2 separate regions of the Mus musculus genome follow, and region 2 is linked to region 1. Evidence: chromatin contacts called from public ChIA-PET data. All regions are on one chromosome and are shown on one strand. Each heading gives the region's core, a stretch centred on a gene start, on an enhancer-like site or on the middle of the called end of the contact. The rest is flanking DNA. Distances are from core to core; before and after follow the strand shown. Region 1 overlaps Gsk3b (glycogen synthase kinase 3 beta). Region 2 holds the start of Cox17 (cytochrome c oxidase assembly protein 17, copper chaperone).

What was found. ChIA-PET counts read pairs in DNA pulled down with a chosen protein or histone mark.
Region 2: a contact with region 1 is called in an RNA polymerase II ChIA-PET map of memory CD8 T cells, with 9 read pairs. The contact joins the promoter of Cox17 here to the enhancer-like site in region 1. A contact is called at or near these places in 2 of 39 promoter capture datasets (the C10 cell line and liver), 1 of 484 Hi-C or Micro-C datasets (nephron progenitors) and 2 of 115 datasets of contacts at active chromatin or transcription factors (embryonic stem cells and memory CD8 T cells).

The regions. Positions count from the first base shown.
Region 1 is chr16:38,237,723-38,244,173 of GRCm38.p6, forward strand. Gsk3b (glycogen synthase kinase 3 beta) reads left to right here. Exons shown (of 11, transcript NM_019827.7): 11 at 2,780-6,451. The coding sequence ends at 2,847. Among named protein-coding and RNA genes, the nearest start is that of Nr1i2, 54 kb to the right of the region's middle. Within about 2 kb of position 2,234, at least 77 of the 459 cell types and tissues checked have an H3K27ac peak or open chromatin away from gene starts, as enhancers often do. A contact at or near this core is called in memory CD8 T cells, where this site is marked.
Region 2 is chr16:38,345,193-38,351,437 of GRCm38.p6, forward strand. Cox17 (cytochrome c oxidase assembly protein 17, copper chaperone) reads left to right here and starts at 1,807. Exons shown (of 3, transcript NM_001017429.2): 1 at 1,807-2,015; 2 at 4,049-4,137. The coding sequence starts at 1,909. The coding sequence ends at 4,133.

The sequences.
Region 1 (6,451 bases), core at 984-3,483:
AATATTCCCTTACTAATATGTCACTTGTAGAAATATTACAATTTTAATAACTGTGGTTTTTGGAAAACTTGGAAAGTGTTTTGAACAAATAAGGCACTAAATGTTGTTCTTTCTTAATTACAGCCTAAGTAGCCACATGTAGCCTAAGTAGTCACTTTGGCTTCGTTGGTCAGTATAAATAGAACGTTCCCGGCATCAGAGCTGGACCATACTGTACGCATTTCTTTGCATTAGAGCCGTTTTCTCTTCCAAACACACACTTTGGAAAGACTGATTTCATGGTGCAGAACCATCAGGACCTCAGCTCCTGTGTTTGTTCTCTGTCCTCTCCTCCCAGCCGATTCCACATGGATGTGCCTTTCTCAGGCCCTGGGGCACAGGTTAAAGTGTGACCCTCCACTGTTTCCCAGTTTGCACACTTGGTAATCACACTGCGCCCCAGAATGCATGAGAATTGCTGTACAAATGAGGAGTGGAGGAGAAACAGAAACCAAGATGATGACTTTCAGGTTTGTGTCCTGAAAAGCTTAGCTAAGGTAGTTTGTTCTTTAGTGTTAGGATGGGTCATCCATGGAATTAACATGCACGGACAGGTCCAACCACTCCTTCTGGGGACACCTTAGGTAGCTGAGGGCTTTCCATCATGTCAGTTGTCTTCTCCTACACCAAGTGGTCAGTAGAGAGAATAAGGCAGAAGCCATCTGTTAGGTCCTTCCTTAGAAATCACACACCGTAATCTTTGCAGTGGGCATGGGTGCAGAGTCACCGATGTCATCTTGGGAGATGCTGCAGTGCATCAGGATGACCTTAGGCCGTCCTTCCTCTTCCCAGAGCAAGTGGTTTGTGACATTGTCCATTCCCTCTCAAGTCTGTTCTGGGATGGAGGCATGGTTTCTGTAGGACCTTGAGAAGGGCGAGAGTGAGAGTGAACATTGTTTCTAGAGGTGGTTGACCTAGTACAGGGTCAGCTCTGCACTTGTTTTCAGAATGCTTTATTCTCTACCCATCCCATACAGAGTGTTTGACTGCTCCAACTGTCTCTTCTGTATATTCTGTTCTGTCTTCATATAGTAAAGATGAGCTGTTCTGTACAGCAGCCCCTACACCACATTGAGCCTCTAGCCAGCTTTTCTTTTGTTTGTTTGTTTGATGCTTTTTTAAAATACAAATTAAAAGCGTAATTTTGCATATAAAGGATTTGCTTGTATGTGGAATCATTGTCTCTCTCACTGTGTAGACAGAGATGGTCACCACACCTGGCAAAAAGACTTTGGTAATCATGATTACCTGTTAAAGACTCCTTATCACATGGTTTGGATACAATGCTGAGAACAATGATGAGATCGTTAGATTTTAAATCTGAGGAACATGAACACCCAGCAGATTTTATTATTCAGATAGGAAGCTCATTTCCAGTTACATGATCACATAAAATGTTTGTGCTTTTCATGCTGATCATGCAGACAGACTTTGAATTTACTCAGAGGAAGGGGAGGATGGTTGGTATGAATGGGCTATAGCTGGTAAAGGGCATCTGACGATTAGTTGTTACAAAGGACTTTACCAAAAGAGTAATTACCCGAAATGTGCAGGTTGCTGGTAGGGGGAGTATTTACTGTATTCACCTTGGCAGGCATCTGCTGGCAACCCTGGTAGCCACCATGGCCAGAGCTGCCTACCATACTAGTTGATATGTGGATGTGATAGGTATCCATTAAGTCCTGGGTTGTAAGATAGAACAAAAGTTCCTCCTGGCATCTTCTGCTGAAAGTGGGTGTCATTTGGTGATGACCGTGCATTTGTTGACAATTGTGTAGAACCAGGAAATGCTATTAGGAACATTGCAATTCTGAAGTAACTCTGGTTTTCCAGCCTGCTTCTGAAATGTTTTTAATTAATGCAGCCTGTGCCTGAATTCTAAAAATGATGAAGAAAGCCCTGATGTGATCTGTCTTCTAGACAGGAATTCATGTTGAGTTAGTAGTACACCAAATTTAGGTGGCTGTGAACAGAAAACTCCCTTCTAGTAGGGCATGTCTAAGGAAGTCATGGTTGAAGCCTTAGACCTGACTCTTCAGTGCTGAGAAAGCCGCCTGCTGCCTTCGGAAGGAGGCTCTGGTTCATGTGCCATGCACCTGTGAGCTAGATGTTTCCGTGCTCTGGCAGCGTGACTCTGTGGTATCTATAAGGAAGTAGAACTAAAAGCATTCCCCTGTTGACTGCCCCCTAGTGGGCTAAAGGAATGGAAGGGCAGATTATTTGAGGAACAGGAAAATGCAGAGTTCAGAGAGGAAGTGCAGTTTTTAGAAAGTGGTCGTGAAGTTGATAAACTGAACAGCTTACCCTTAAGTGGTAAGGTTCCTATGTGTTCTTGGCATCTGCTGTGTCTTCACTTGTCCAGGCCCTTAGCAGATGGCCTGTTGGAACACGGCTCAGGATCTTTAGCTAGTGTCATTTATTTTCAGTAAGCTAGACTCCAACCTGAGTACTGCCGGTCAGTACTAGCTATAGCAAAGCCTTGACAGAAGTGACCTCAAATTCCTGAGTCTGTGATGCATTAAGTGTACTGCCACACGCACATACACCACACACGCATGTGCACGCACACTTGTGCCATCACTGAGCTCCTAGCAGAAAGGAAGTCCTGGTGCTGTGTGTTTGAACCCACATAGGCAATGACAGCTCTGGTAGGCCTCAGCACTGTGCGGTGAGTGGTGTACTTGTGCTCTTTGCAGTGTTATAACGTTGCTCACGCTTTCTTGGGCCTTTGGATTTGCAGATACTAATGCTGGAGACCGTGGACAGACCAATAACGCCGCTTCTGCATCAGCTTCCAACTCCACCTGAACAGCCCCCAGGAGCCAGCTGCGCGGGAAAGACCAGCACTTACTTGAGTGCCACTCAGCAACACTGGTCACGTTTGGAAAGAAAATTAAAAAGAGGAAAACAAAAACAAAAACAAAAAAACCCTGTTCATTTTAGTGTTCAATTTTTTTTATTGTTGTTCTTATTTAACCTTGTAAAATATCTATATAAATACAAACCAGTTTCATTGTATTCTCACTTTTCAGGAGATCCAAGAGGTGGGGAGGGTTGGGCGGGGAGGAGCAGAGCATTAAACACAATCTCTCCCACGACAATCTTTTCTTTTCTTTTTAAAGTCAGAAGTCCGCTATTGTATACCTTAAAAACCAGACTCCTGCCTCACGCCCCCACCGCAACAGAAGAAAACCTGTTCTGTGCTGGTTTATTTTCTGGATTTGTTTTCTTTTAAAGCCTGGCGTAAGACTTTGATACAGTGCACAGCTTGAAATTGGTTGGGAGCTTAGCAGGTGTAACTCACCAGGGACTTACTGTCACTTGTACAATGTGTACTTATCCTTAGGATTTGAAGACTTGCCTTTGGCGTGTGATGTCAGGTATGACAGACAAAAAAAAAAAAGACAAAGAAAAACCAAGGTGTATTATTGGTAGCCCAGGGAGGTCACTAAAATCTGAAGCTCTAAGGGAAGATCAGAGATGGATTACTTAAGGTTTGTTTTGCTCTTGACCAGTGCAGGTGTTGCAGATGCCAGCTTAGGAAGGCTGCTGCCAAAGGAGAGAGCGCGACAGAGTCTGTTGGGCCCTGAGGTAGATCTTGGTTCACCTGACCAAAGGCCGCCTGCTTCTCCCGGTATTGTTTTGAGCTGGTACCCTAGGATGAGGCTGGAGATGGTGTTAAGGGGGCAGCTCTGGGTGCATCGGAAAGCGAAGAACAGGAAGGTGGCAGGCCAGGGGCAGATCTCACCACTGTGAGTGAGCTTGTCCAGATTTTAATAAAGTCGTTTCCCTTAGAAAAACACTTGAGAGAAGACATCATAGCTAAGTAATGTGAACTGTTAGCCAGCCTACTGCTTTGTTTTCCTTACTTTAATTGAAAACCAAGCTTGCAAGAATTGCCACATTCTTATGCATAGCTCTAATTTTAAATCCAAATCTAGACTCTGTATTTAATTTCTGCTTTTTTAACATCATGCTTTTTAAATTTATTTATTGATGCATGTCAGATCGGCCACTATGATTTTAAGTGGTAGTAATATTAAAAACCACACATCAAAATAATAAAGTCACTTGTATCTGCTGACTTTATAGGAAAACTGATTATATTAATGTGTATATATGTTTTATATATACATATATTCAATACTGCCTTTTCTTTTTGTCTACAGTATCAAAATTGACTGACTGAATCATGAAAAGAATGTTCCCCCACCATCACCATTAAGAGTTTTATTTTTGTTTTCTTTGTTTATCAATGAATGGTGTAAGAATCAGTCTCTTGTTTTTTGAAGAAAAAGCAATATTCCTTGGAAAGCAAGGTGGATTGAAGGATTACGTTTGTGTGAGGAACAGAACTCATAACTAGTTTGTTGATACTTTTAAGGTTGGTGTCTTTGTGGGCCTTATATACTCTAAAATGAACCTTGGTGCTTATGGGCCATTACTTGACCTATGAATCTTTAAGGCACAATCAGTTATCTTTTACATTTAAAGATCACTTGAGTAATGGCCACCGCTCCTTCCTTCCTTCCCACTCCCTCCCCACACATCTGCTAAGGTGAGCTGATGACTAGGGCTGTAGGGCCCTTGGTTATGTATGAGACACAGACTCCTTTACCCTCATTACCTGACCTTAAGTCACGTTGAGGTCTTGCCCTCCAGGTGGTTAGGAAGAGGAGTCTCTTGGCGGCCCTTATACAGGCCCTAGCACCCTGCCTTGCTTCTCCGACCGTGTGTGTAACTCTCCAAGAGAGTTGTATTGTCTGCCGAAATGAGTTGATGCTAGAAAGACATCAGTGAGGCTGTGCGGCTGGCTGATCTCTTCAGGCCACCGAAGGGGTTTCTCAGACCTCCGTTTAGATCAGACTTGACAAGAAAGGAAGCAAGCCCAAAGCAAACAAAGGCGCTTTTGGTAAAGCGCTTCTCAGATAATTGCCGTGCGAAAGACTTCTGAAATTAAGTTATTTGACCGCATAGTTCCTTGAAGGGGGTGACTTGGAAGACCATTTTCAGAAAGAATTTGTAAAGAATCTGAGCAAGCAGGTCTGTGGCCTGAGAAGGGAACCTGCTTTCAGATTAAACTGCCCAGCCCGACACAGACAGTACTCCAGACTTGGTGTGCGTGCTAGAGTCCATAAAAGTCAGTGCTTGTTAGTGAATACTCCCCACCCCCAGATACGGGGTAAGAGAAGAGTGGAGGAAAGTCAGGTGCTTTTCTCTGTGTGTGTGTGTGTGCGCGCGCGCGCGCGTGTGTGTGTGTGTGTGTGTGTGTGTGTGTGTGTGCGCGTGTGCGTGTGTGCGCACATGTGTGCGTCCGTGTGTGTGTGAGTGTGTGCCTGTGTGTGTGCGCGCGCGCGTGTGTGTGTGTGTGTATGTGTGTGTGTATGTATGTGGGCATGCATGCATATATGAGGGCTTAGGTGCACGATTTTTCTTTCTCAAGGATCATGGCAGGATCCCAGAACTCTTATCCAAGTGAGATCCAGGTCTCTGAATATCTTTTTGTAAATAATAATTAAAAGCTCCTCACCAAATTCAAGCTTGTATATTATATTTTCTTTCAATGTTTTTAAATTTAAGTTTTATTGTTTTGTATGTAAATATGTGGACCCAGGAACTGTTATTAATGAGCAAAAAGTTACTGTTCAGGGCAGTGATTCTGTTCAATAACCAGACAAAAATGTAGACGAGCTTTTTAAAGCCATATAGTTTTAACTCTGTACAGTAGGTACCGGCCTGTATTATTGTAACAATAACTCTAGCAATGTATAGTGTATCTATATAGTTTGGAGTGCCTTCGCTTCCATGTTTTTGGGTTTTTTTGTTTTGTTTTTGTTTTCTGACTTCCTTTATCCATGTGTCCCTGTGGCCCCCTTTCCCTCTGAGTAACAGCAGAACAGCACCTTTGCCCACTCCACAGTTTGAATGGGGAGAGGAAACCATGTTGGCAGTCTCACTTCATTCTAGCCTTGCCTTTGTTTTTGGTTCTGGGTGTGTCTGTGTCCTCAGTAACAGTGACCGGTTTCATTGCGGATGCACTCAGTCCGTCCGGGACTTGGTGGAGCGCTGGGGGCCCCAGAGCTGAAGGGTGTCAGATGGCATGGGTTTGTTCATCGCCTCTCCAAGCCCTGGAGTGGATCCTAAGCAGATTCTGGGAGCTCCCGAGCTTGCTCTCTCCTTACCTACTTCCCTCCCAAATGAGAGAAAGATTGGGTTTGTTTTATTTTTAAAAAAAAAAAAAATCACTGTCTTGGTGGCATTTGGGTGCCCCCGTGACATTGTTAGCAGTTACTGCAGGGGTGCTGTGCAGATGAGGGCTGCGAGTGGACTCTGAGCCCGTTCCTCCCTCCTACCATCTTGCTAGATGAAATATCATTTTAATTTCTTTTTTTAAAAATCAGTTTAACTGTGC
Region 2 (6,245 bases), core at 557-3,056, 110 kb after region 1:
CCTTTCAGGAAGTTCAGAGTGATGTGTGGTTCAAGCCAGGAACTTTCCTTCACAAAGGGAAAAATGAGAGGAAAACTTATCAGTTGCAATAAAGTTCCAATTCTCCTCCTCCTCCTCCTCCTCCTCCTCCTTCTCCTCCTCTGCTCCTTCTTTTTGTGGTCTACAATTTGTATCAAAGTCAGTCCTCACAATCCTTACATTTTCCAGTTCTACTCTTTTTCTTCTTTGTTCATTTACTCTACACAAAAATGCAGTAGCGCCAGTAAATACAGGTGAGTGGTTTGAAAGTGAAAGTTACTTTGCCTTTAGATACATTGCACAGGATAGTGCATGGACCATGGGGAGAGATGGAACCTCATGAGCTATGTAGCTCTGAATGAATCATATGCCCTTCTGAACCTCCGTTTGTTATGAAGATTAAATGCCTCTCACGCTCAACTCTATACAGGGAAGCTGTGATGCTGAAGATTATATTGATCCTAGTTGAATTTAAGAAATGCCAGGAAAAGGCATTTTTAATTCTGTTAATTGGTATAATGACAAATATCTGATTGCACAATTAATAAAACCAGTTTAGGAGCTGAGGGTATGTAACCCAGTTTGTAGACTATTTGCCTAACATGCAGGAAGTCCTTATATACCAGGAAAGGATGGCACACACTTGTAATTCCAACATTTAATAATCAGTTCAGGGTCATCCACAGATCATTCAAGGCCAGCTTAGGCTAGAGACTTTGTCTATAAATATTTATATTAAAATTAAAACCACTTTTTTGGGTGTGTGTGAAGAAATGGCTCACTGGTTAAGAGTATTGGCTGCTCTTCTGGAGATTCTGAGTTCAATTCCCAGCAATTACATGGTGGCTCATGACTATCTGTGATGAGATCTGATGCCCTCTTCTGGTGTGTCTGAAGACAGCTACAGTGTACTCAGATACATACAATAAATAACTACAAACCACTTTTTTCCTGACCTACAGCTAGTTTAAGGAAGCCACTCAATGCTGTACATCTTAGTGAACTTGAATACAATTAGAATGGTTGATTTGAAGCAATGGAGCTCTACTGAGGGGGTTACACTTTCAGTATCAGTTACCATGTCATTTACTTATCCAAAACACACACACACACACACACACACACACACACACACACACAGAGAGAGAGAGAGAGAGAGAGAGAGAGAGAGAGAGAGAGAAACAGAGACAGAGAGACAGAGACAGCCCATCACAGTTGTTGAAAGTAGAAAAAAATCTTATCTTCTTTCATGACTACTGTGTCATGATATATTATCTGAAAATTTAGCATATATGCCGGAGAGAAATAGGAGGTAGGGGGCCTTTGTATCTGTATCTGCAGAATGTCTACAAAGCAGGAAGGAAGAAAGACCATAAAATATCCCAGGGTGGAACCCGGATCTGCTACTGCTTGTCCAGTACCAAAAGGTCAGCCCTGAAAATACGAATACAGTTAGCATTATACTGGACTGAATGGGTCATATAGGAATATATGTATGCATGTATACATATAAGCATGCAATAACAATTAGGGAGGAAAAGGCCATGAATTTGAAGGATAGTGGGGAATGGGTATGTATATGTAAGGATTTGTAGAAAGGAAAGGGAAAGGGAAAATGATGTAATTAAATTACAATCTCAAAAACAAAACAAAAACAAAAACCATTCTGGGTGACCTTTTAACCTTTGCGCCAGCGCTGACGCCACGCCCTTGGAGCGAGGCCTTGTACCACTTCTTTTGCGCACGCGCTTCTTAGACTTACTTCCGTCCGGAGAGGCGGGACTTCCTGTCCCCCTTCGATTGACTGCGGAAGTGGAGACAGACGGCTCAGGGTAGTCGGAGTTTGGGAGCTTTGCGCGTGTGCGCTCATAGTTGCTTTCGCCTGGAAAGATGCCGGGACTGGCGGCCGCTAGCCCTGCCCCGCCCGAGGCTCAGGAGAAGAAGCCACTGAAGCCCTGCTGTGCCTGCCCGGAAACCAAGAAGGCGCGTGATGCGTGGTCAGTGCGTAGCCCGGGAGGGAAGCCCGGGCTTTAGCAGCTCGGCTCCACTCTGCTCTCTGGGACTCTGGAGATGCAGGGACCCATAGTTCCGCTGTCCTCTCTGCTCCCTGATCCCGCACCCCAGTCTCAGTTAGGGGTCAACGGAGAGGGCAAGAGGTTACATTGATCCCAAGGTTCTCGTCCTTCATTCCTTACTACGATTGCATTTTAGTCTTCTTAGGGATAAGACCCAGATAAATAGAAGTGCGTAAAGATGCTTCTTGATTTAAAGGCATTTAAAATATGTGGAGATTTGTTACCAGCCAATACTATACCACCAGCTGTGATAGATTTACTAAGACCTAGGTGTAAATTTTTCAGGTAATCTTTAGTAATTTTTTTTTTTTTTGGTCGAAACGTGTGAATAGTAGAACACAGGATACATTTCTGAAGGGATACCCTTTCCAAGAAGTTAAAAGTCAACCTGTCTGGAGCTGGAGAGATGGCTAAGTGGATAAAAGCCCTGGTTGACCTTCCAGAGGGCCTAGTTTCGATTCCCAGCACCCACACGACTGTTAACAATCTTGTGTAATTCCAACCCCAGAATAATCTGACACCCCCTTCTAGCTATTGCGGGCACTGCACACACATGGTGTGCAGGCAAAACACCTATACACATAAAAACAAATTGTAAAACTTGTCTACAGGACAGAGGTGATATTAATGTTCATCGACTTTATCATCAAGTCACAAAAGGTTTTGTTTGGTCTCCTCCCTTTTATGTAGCCTGGGTTCTGGGGCAGATACTGAAGTCCTCAGTGTGGCTATGCATCTCCATCTTCTCCCATCAAAGCAGAAAAATACTCGGAGAAACAAATATGGATTCTCATGGTGTGATTTCATTACCGGAGAGACTGAAACAGTTTTAAGTCTAGCCTGAACATCCGAGTGAGACCATGTCTCAAAATAAAAATAGAAAAATACACAAAACAAAGTATTCCTTGGTATTGTAAGGTAATAAGAGTGTAACCAGTTATTATTATCACTACCTATAAATGGAGAATTTAAAGATCGATCTGATACCAAGGTTCTTGAAATACCAAGGTAACCTGCTTAAGGAGACTTTGGTGTGGCTCAAGACTCAGAGCTTAGAAATACAGTCAGGCTTTGAATCTTCTCCCTCCAAGTTGGTGACCTTATGCAAGGTACTTAACAAGTCTGCTTCACACGTGTGTTGAACGAGTCCCGCATTTCTGTAAGGTTTAGCAGTGGGTGTCGGTGGTAAGGGGAAGCTAGCTGTTATACGGAACTCACTGTCACACCCAGTCTTCTCATCTGCTGGTAAGGATGGTAATAGGAGAACCTCTTATTCTTTTTGAGACAGGGTTTTGCCATGTAGCCCAAGCTGGCCTCCTCCTGAGGAGTCTCCTGTCTTAGCTTCCCGAGCATGATTACAGGGGTGTTTCAGTACATTTGGGCTCTTGTGACTACTCTTAGGATTTTATCATCACAGACCCTTAACCTTCTGAAGAACGATTCATCTTGGTTGCTCGTGGCTACCAGATCTCTTTTGATGTTTATGTTGTTGGGTGTTTAATGATTAAAGGTAGGCTTAGGTATTTGGATGTAAGAGGAAAAGGAGAAACAGGAAGTTAATTTCTGTGTGATAGGAGGACCAAACGTTAGACTCTTTCCTCGTCATTTTATGTAAATATTCAGTTTATTTCATTATAAAGAAATGTTTATTATTCCTTGGGTATAGAATAAAGGCATCATTTGCTACACATAATTATTTCATCTAATTAGAACCTTCCCCAGACAACAACAAAAACAAACGTTAAGACCTTAGTTCTATGGAACACTTTTGTGGGAACAGAACCATCTTAAGAGCAAATACCAGAGAGCAAAGGAGCTGAGCTGGTTGGTGTAGTAGGGATTTGTTTGTCACTCCAGCTACATCTGCACGTGCCCTGTCTCACTCCCTGTCACAGATTCTCCATGAATGTGCTTGTCGTCTATTTATTAGGTAACGAGTGCATCTTATTTTATAGCATCATTGAGAAAGGAGAAGAACACTGTGGACATCTCATTGAAGCCCACAAGGAGTGCATGAGGGCACTGGGATTTAAGATATGACGTGGTGAGTGAACTGTAATGCTTCAAGTTTGAGTGTTAACCTTACAGAGGTAGCTGCGAGGCAGGCAGCATTCTCCAAAAGGTAGCTTGCCTGGTTAATATAGCATGTTTAAGTAGCAGCTTAGTTCAGTTTCTAGAATGGGGTTGTAACAGTTTGGTGCCAACAATTTGAGGCACCCAGTAGATCTGAGACAGTATAAAGCTTTTGAGAACTGGTTTGACAAGAGCCTTTAGAGTTACATTATAGTCAGGAAGATGCAGGGAGCATGGCTGCGGGGAACTCGGGTACACTGGTTTCCAAGGTAAAGGAACTAAGTGGAAAATTCTCTTGGTTTCTTGTTTCTAATATAGGTCTGCAGTAGAGTTACTTTTTTCCAGTGAAAATGGAAGCTTTGTTTTAAGCCAGGTATTGTTCTAAGAAAACTAAAGCCTCAGATCACCAGTTTCCAAAGAACTTTGAGTCCAAATATCAATGTCAAAGGGATGTGCCCACCAAGACCACAGTCCGTGACTTCTGGTTGGAATCTCTTGCTTCAGGCGTTAGCTTCGCTCACTACTACACTTCTTTCCAGATGCTGATTTAAAGTCTCCTTAGAGAGGCTTTCCTCAGTGCCCCATGTAAAGTAGTACCCTTCCTGTCACTGTTCCAGGGGTACTCAGTAGGCCTTCCCAGATGTTCCGTGGCCACATTCTCCAGTATGGTAGCCACTAGCAATGTATGACTATTAAGCACTTGAATTGGCCATAATGAGACTGGGGAATTGATTTTTTTTTTTTTTTTTTTTTTTTTTTTGGGTTTTTCGAGACAGGGTTTCTCTGTATAGCCCTGGCTATCCTGGAACTCACTTTGTAGACCAGGCTGGCCAAATTCTTAACTTATAAGAAGGCTAGTGGTAATCTGTGGTTAGTGGCTTCTCTTGTTTTTGCAATCACCAGCTATATACTGAGCCTCTTCTTACAGCGGTCGTCCTCGCTTCCCTCCGGCTGGGCTGTAAGCTCCGGGAAGCATCTGGTTTCACTGCCAGAGTGTCCAGCATGTCCCAGCACCTAGATCATTGCCTGGCACATGGTTGGATTCCCGGGATGGGCTCAGCAGGATGAGAACTGGAACCTCAGCCTCGTAAGCACCCTGTTTGTGCTGCTCGAAGGCCACATCTCACTGTCACCTCCTAACTTATCGACAGTTGAGAGACACCCAGGCCACAGGCCAGTTTCATAGTAGTATCCAGCTGGTTTCTTTCTCTTCCACCTCGCTCTGGAATGTCACACATGACCAGTTGTGTTTGAAGTACGGGAGGGAGGAGATAAGGAGCTTGCCCTACCTGATAAGTCTGACTGGAGGAGGAGACTGTTTAAAGGCTCAGACCCAGCATCCAGGCATGGCTTTCTTCACGGTCTAGCTCTTTCTAGTCAGTTTTGTTAAGATTTGCCTAGAGCCTCAAGGGGATTTGAAGGCACAGTGAAGGGTAGTGGTGGCATTAAATGATTTGCATTCTCCAGACCAGAGGCACTTTGTCACTCCTGACAGTGATATTTTATCGCCAGCATGCTCATTTTTAGGATTGCACATTACCTTAATCTTCAGTACTAAAACTCATAATGAATACTAATTAAAAAGATGTGCTGCTGAAATGCATGAGAGTGTATACCTCAGAAGCCAAGCCTCTGACTATAATAAACTCCTGCACAGTTCCCTGCACTGCTCTGAGGTGAGCTTGATAGACTGCTAGGCCACGTTCTCTGAGAACCTCTTCGAGGAAACCACTCCACAGACTCGGGTTGCTCCAGCAGGGGTCATAAAAGTTCCTTAATTCAAAACCCGTCATAGATGTTGACATTCTTCCCAAGTAAGACAGATCTTAATTGGACCTGGCTGGCAGAGACGGCATAAGTATTATTCTCTTCTACTCTGTACAGCAGTGTCCCCAGGCCTCAGAAACACCTAAGCAGCATTCTCCAGAGTTCCCAAGCCCTGCCTCACCTGCTGACTGGAGCTCCTAGACGACTTCCAAGTCTGTGACATAAACCTGCTAACACGAAGGAAACAGTAGTGAATATGCTGGATATAAAATACCGGAGGACTTTACGCTAGCAAAGGCAGAGACTCAAAAC